Linked DNA regions of Hordeum vulgare: region 2 is linked to region 1. Evidence: chromatin contacts called from public Hi-C data. All regions are on one chromosome and are shown on one strand. The core of a region is the stretch at or near the end of the contact, and the rest is flanking DNA. Distances in the headings are between cores, read along the strand shown. Region 1 has its middle 44 kb from the start of LOC123428129. Region 2 has its middle 8.4 kb from the start of LOC123428130.

Evidence for each region. Hi-C and Micro-C count contacts between places; a contact is called where the count stands out from the background.
Region 2: a Hi-C map of seedling shows a contact between it and region 1, with 4 times the contacts expected there. The contact joins two enhancer-like sites. A contact is called at or near these places in 2 of 6 Hi-C or Micro-C datasets (leaf and seedling).

The regions. Positions count from the first base shown.
Region 1 is chr2H:633,644,267-633,647,547 of MorexV3_pseudomolecules_assembly, reverse strand. No RefSeq gene overlaps it. Among protein-coding and RNA genes, the nearest start is that of LOC123428129, 44 kb to the left of the region's middle. Within about 2 kb of position 1,482, at least 2 of the 3 cell types and tissues checked have open chromatin away from gene starts, as enhancers often do. A contact at or near this core is called in seedling, where this site is marked.
Region 2 is chr2H:633,697,744-633,701,024 of MorexV3_pseudomolecules_assembly, reverse strand. No RefSeq gene overlaps it. Among protein-coding and RNA genes, the nearest start is that of LOC123428130, 8.4 kb to the left of the region's middle. Within about 2 kb of position 1,749, at least 3 of the 3 cell types and tissues checked have open chromatin away from gene starts, as enhancers often do. A contact at or near this core is called in seedling, where this site is marked.

The sequences.
Region 1 (3,281 bases), core at 233-2,732:
CCACAGAATAGACTAGCACTAACATGCTGCATGCGCGATCGGACCTGGCTAGTTAGCTCCTCCTGGCCACGGTTGACATTGTCGCGGCACACAAAAGCTTCGTCATCTAGCTAGTAGCTAGCAGATTATAATTAGGGGATATCTCATCTGATCATCATCTGATGGATGGCACGGACGTGGCAGCTGGTCTGGCCATGCATGCATGACCGGTCTGGAGCTAATCCAATATGGCGTAGGCAAGTGCAAGTTGAGATGTACTCTGAAGAAGTAATGTTATTTCCAGATTAAGCTTATCTCCCGCACCGTCATTGGTCAATGGGTGAGCTAGCATGCTTAGCGGCAGCGAAAATAACAGGAGGAAAAAGTAATAATAACACGAGACTCCTCAAATCATTCCATCCGTTTTTAACGTGCCAATAATGATGGACTATGGTCGGGTTCACAGAGCATTGACCGTCATATATTTGCCACTTCCTGACGTATATGATGCTAATAACCATGGAAAGTTCCCTTCTACTCCCTTCGTTAATTAATATAAAAGTGTTTAGATTATTAAAATAATGATCTAAATGCTTTTATATTAGTTTACAGAGGAAGGACACCCAAGCTTAAATGAGTTTAAGATGAACAGTAACTAAAAAACCCTTCTAAAAGGTGTTAAAAACTCTGATTTTTTTATAGCGAACTTTGATTAATGTTCTAAAAGCTTCCAAAAGTTTATTATGAGATGATAAGAAGCCGTGTAAAAAATCAGTGCTTCAAAATGCTTTGAAAGTTGCATTTTCAAGGTATTGATTTTTTTTGCTTGTGACATTCAAAAATGTGATTTTATAATGGAATATTACGAGCTTCTAGAACATTTGTTAAAGTTTTACAAAAAAATCATATGTTTTTAAATATATTTTTGAATTTACTGTTCAAAGGAGATCGGATGCAAAAACGATCAGGTTCCATAACCATGGACTATGGTCGGGTTCATAGAACATTGACTATATGCGCCCACGTTTATTTCACGATCAGAAACTCGGATGAGAACTATGATCACAAAATCGGCCAGATGCCCATTAGGTGATCGCTACCTTGAAGACACGCGGAACAGGGCATACTTTTACATCACGAGACATCTACAATTTTTGCTGCGCTTGCTCCCAGGAGGAACTACTAGAAAGTTTCAGCGTGTGGTACTGTTTTTTAAAAGGGTTGGATCTACGATGAGAATTTTTGACGTTGCAGACGCACTCTTTTACTCTTGTCCAGATGAGCTGCACCTGATGGTAGTACTGCAGATTCTTTACCGTTTTACCAGGCCGTACGCACACAGAGGATCCAGCAGATCTAGAGCGACTGACATGATCCGCCATTGCCAGCTGCAACGCCACCGAAAAACCGGTATGCCGACGAGGGATGGGATCTGGGAGGATCTCTGCGCTGGGCGCCACCAGCCGCAACCACGACACCTTCCTCGGTAACGGCGCCGAGGTACCACGACGTCCACCACCACCAACAACTCGCCGTCTGATGGACAGACGCGTAAAGGCAGGGGAATCTCGCTTGAGTTCTCGCCGGACCTGGCCGACCAGCGACCAATCGAGCCGGCGGCCGACCAAGCCGGGCAACGGACAGCCGTTGGTTTGCCCTGACCATGCATGCGCGGTCGATTTTAAAGAACAAAAGCGTCCAGCACTAGCAAGCTCCTTGTGTGCCTGCGCTCCAGTTCGTTCAGTGAATCCCGAGGTGCAGGGCTGCCTAGCTTGCCGTAGGATCGTCGTGTCTTTCGGCGCAAATTTGGCACGGGCGGTGACACGATCGACCAAACTGGAAACACAACGGCACAGGCTGTTGCTTAATTACAGACCACGACGGCAGTACATCGTCTCGAGTTTAGCATAGCACAGTGCGTGCGTGCTCCGGCTGCACGGCCAACAGGCCAAGCAAGTGGTGGGTCTGTTGCAACAGCATTCGGTTGATTGGTCGGCCACGTTGTTTGTTTAACTGATCGACCTCGTGCGGTCGTGCCGTGGTCATGACCAATTCGTTTGGAAGTTCTGCAAAAAATTAGGATCACGCATACCTTGTATTGTCAAGTAGTGCCGTCTTCCATATTGCTCTTACAATAAAGCTAACACTACGTACTGCCGTCTTCTGTATTTCTTCTTACAAGAGCGGGGGTGTTGTTCAAAGCACCATCCGATTGCCATTTCAAAACTACCACTTCCATGCAGGCTGCGGTACTACTTGAGCATATGCACGTGCATGCCTCTGAGACTGAATGGAACAAACTCAGCCTTACTTTTTAATTTCACCTTGTCAGTTTGAATACAATACTCTGCGGGATGCTAAGCGGCAGTTTGTCTTGTCTCTTTCCTCCGGAGAATTAGGATCTGGAATGGTGCACGGTCGCTTAAAGCAAGTATAATAAAAATGAGTCAGCTGGCTATAAGAAATAAACTAATATATTTTTATTTAGTTAGAGGAAAGAGAAAAAGAGAGAGAAGGTAAGAGCAAGTAGAACAGTAGAACCGGTTGCCGGCTGTAAGCTCATGCCATGTCACCTATAACCCATCTTAGGCTGCTCATAATGGGGAGTAACTAGGAGTAGTAACATAATGTTGTTACTACTCTATGTTACTACCTCCATAGTGGGGAGTAACATACATGTGGTGTCATGCAAACTAGCATTTATTAGGTTATAGACACATAATGCATTGAAATATGTGATGTGATGGTAACTAGCTATGTTACTACCACCATCTCTCTCCGCATTAATTACTTGCCACGTCAGATTTTTTACCTACGTGGCGTTGATGTTACTACTTAGTTACTTCCCACTAGTCTTATAGCTAACATGTACAATAGTTGGTTAGAAGAGTGTACTACTTATTTAATATATGGTCCATCTTTCATACTCATAAAGTGCCTAGAAGCACGTGCTAGACAGTCCACATTAAAACGTCAGTCTACCGTCGCGTTGCTGATTCACGTAGAAACGTCACTGATGTTGGCGTTGCTACCCACGCGTCAAACGCCATGAACGGTGGCGTTTCAGCGCTACTAGCTGACCAATCGAGGTTGTAGCAATAGCACTCACCTGCATGAATCATTAATGGAGCAAGCCACGGCGCCATATATTATTTGTGTACTAGGTACTACTCCTACTACCATGGCGTTGCCATATGACATGCAACGTCAAAGTACAATGACGTTTCGATGGTGGTCGAAAACGACACAGTGGACTGGCGTTTTGTAGTAAGGTAGCAACGTCACGGGTTATGACGTTTTAA
Region 2 (3,281 bases), core at 500-2,999, 53 kb before region 1:
TCCTTGTTTGCCAGCGCTCCAGCTCGTTCAGTGAATCCCGAGGTGCAGCAGTGCAGCACTGCCTAGCTTGCCGTAGGATCGTCGCCGCAGCGTTGTCACGGCAGACGGAGAATGACACGACACGACCGACCGAACTGGAAACCCAACAGCATCACCACTCACATCAACTGTACATCCTCTCGAGTTAGCACAGCACAGCACAGCGCAGCGCGTGCTCCGGTTGCAAGGTCCCGGCCAAGTTGTTTGTTCAACTGGTCGACCGATCTCGTACGTTTGTTACCTTACCATGGTCAGTGACCAGTTCGTTTGGGCGTTCTGCAAAATATTAGGGTTATACGTACAGGCAGCCACTGTATTGTTTACGTTTTCCTCGCACATCTAGTGGCGGCATGGAACTCGTAAACAAACTTTGGTTCCTGCAGCCACAGTAGTGCCGTCTTCCAGATTTGTTAAATCAAACTACCAGTAGTAGTGCCCTCTTCCGTATTTATGTTAAAAGTAATCAAACAAAACTAATAGTACCAGTAGCGCCGGCAAAAGCAAGCATGGAACGAGCCTGCATAAGAGCTAGTGTTGTTCAGTGCACCACTCCATGCATGCACCTTCCTAAGTACTCCCTCCGTTTCTAAATATAAGTCTTTTTAAAGGTTTATTATTAGACTATATACGGATGTATATAGACATACTTTAAAGCATATATTCAATCATTTTGTTCCGTATGTAGCCTTCTAGTAAAATCGTTTAAAAAAATTATATTCACGAACGGAGGGAGTACAAAACTACGCCTTTTGGCTTACACAAAACTGGATATTCCTCCCTCGCCATAGGCCATGCACATGCCATGCTTGAGCCGAACCAGATGCGATATTTTCATGATTTAAATTTCACATCAGATTGAACAGTACAATACTCTCTGTGATGCTAGTTGGGCGGCCCGGGCTAGGCGGCGGTTTGCCGTGTCATTTTCCTCCGGAGAATCATGGTCCCGAACGCCATTTCGTGCTGCACGGACACTTAGCTTAATTGGTCCACTTAGCTTAATTTTCGGCGCCTACATTACACATTAGTCTTTCTGACAACAGTTTACGAAAGCAAAATAAGCTACTCAAACCATCCGACTGAACAAGAATGGAGCCACCCGGTGTTTACCTCCAAGCTCGATGCATTTTCTTCCTTTTTCAAGTACTACGGAGATTTAAGCTCGTTGCTATAGACCTATATACTCCCTCCGTTTGTAAATATAAGTATTTTTAGATATTTCATTAAAGGACTACATACGGAGTAAAATGAATGAATCTATACTCTATAGTATGTCTATATACATCCGTATGTAGTCGCTTTAGTGAAACCTCTTAAAAGACTTATATTTAGGAACGGAGGGAGTATAAGTCTTTTAAATGATTTCACTAGGGTCCACATACAAGTAAAATGAATGAATGTATATGTCTATATACATCCGTGTGTAGTCCGTTAGTAAAACCTCTAGAAAAGACTTATATTTAGGAACGGAGGGAGTAGTAGATAAATGTACAGTACTTATTACTGACTCGAGGTGTGCAACTGCATTTTTTTTCCTTAGCCGGAGCAGATCAAATTTTGGTTCCGATCGCCGGCTCCTGGAGGTTGTCAACAGCCGCCTGAGTGCCGCCTCGAACTGGCCTCTCCGTTGGGCGCCGCTAGGGGTCGTGCCCTGCCTGCGCGTGGCGGTCCGTCCGCACGGCGGCGCCGTTGATGCAGACCCACATGTCAGGCTCCACGAACTCCTGTCCCGGCGAAAAAACACGCCCCGCCAGCTTGTGGCATGCAGTACCCACCAGCTCAACGTACGACACCACGATTCCGTCAGGTCCCGGCCGCCATGGAAAAATGCTCCAAGATTCGGATCTCCGAGGGCCCGGGAGAAGGACGCCTTTGTTGGACACATCCTGCGTGTGGCCATGGAGATGGAGACGGAGATACGGGCACCTTGCCATTCACGCTCGCCGTACAAACGCATGCCACACACGGGGATTCTGGCAGGATAAGCAGACGGTCCCGGCCGACCTACCGAGATAGCTCAGCCTCAGCAGCGTCGAGGTCTCCCTGCTGTTCTCCACTGCCGGGCATGCATGGTTATCTTTGCTACCGGCGAGGCCTGGTTCGCCGGAGAGTTGTTACGGCTCATCCATAATCAGGGCAACAAACATCGTGTGGTTTTCAGGAGAGGACACGGCCAGACGAGCGGCTGAGAGCGAGCCATGCAGCGTAGTACCTACACCTAGGAAACCCACAGCCCAGTCACGTCTTGTGTCGTCTTGACTAGGAGCACGGTGCCTTTCACGGCGCACAACGCATAGGCCATACGGAACCTTAGCGTCCCACTGTATGAAAGAATCCATATCTGCGGGAAACGACACAAAACTTTTAGACTTTTGTACTGCCTGCTACGTTGATGCCTCGACGCATGGCTTGTTCCACGATCATGTGTCGACCGCATGAGCATTTAGGAGCAACCCGCCGATCCAAACGGGAATGCTTTTGTCCGTATTTTATCCATTTTGAACCGTGAACATCCGTGTCCGTTTTTATAATTGGATAGACACTTGCGTCCAGGACAATCAACGGTTCCAACGATTTATTTTTAGATGGTGCAAAAAATATTTTAAAATATAATAAATCATTAATTAAACATTTAAGCCGGACTGAAAGACCCACGATAATCCATATTACATTTAAAACATAAAATTCAATAAACTAAAAACGAAGAGGCGCACTGCCCTAGACCTCCTCCTCGTCATGACCGGTGAGGTCGACGAGCGTCGTTGTCGGGCCAGCCAGGGGAACGCCGTCTCTCAAGCGACGGAGGCGACGTCGTCCGACGGTGGTTGCACCGACGTTCGCTCGACATCGCGTCGCTCCTCCTCCTCAGCTTTGGTCTCGCGCTCCAGCGCGATCCGCCGGGCCTCTGCGCCCTCCTCTGACCCCCGCTGCTACCATCAATGCTCCAGATAGGCCACCTCCTGCACCGACATCGCACCCTACCAGAAGGGGTGGCGCGCTGACACACTCGTGCATCATCCCGTCCCAAGCGTACATCTTTGGCTTGAGGCGGGTGACAGCAGGGCCAGTGGGGATGGCGAGGCCAGCGGGGGCACGACTACGTTGCCGGCAGCTGAGAGCGCAATGGCCTCTGCCTGCTTCTCGTAGGCCTCCTCCTTCAGACGCGCCTCCTCCTCGCTCGCATGGAGGACGGCCGCCAATTCGTACTGGTACGCTGCCTTCACCTCCTGGTCCTCTTCGCG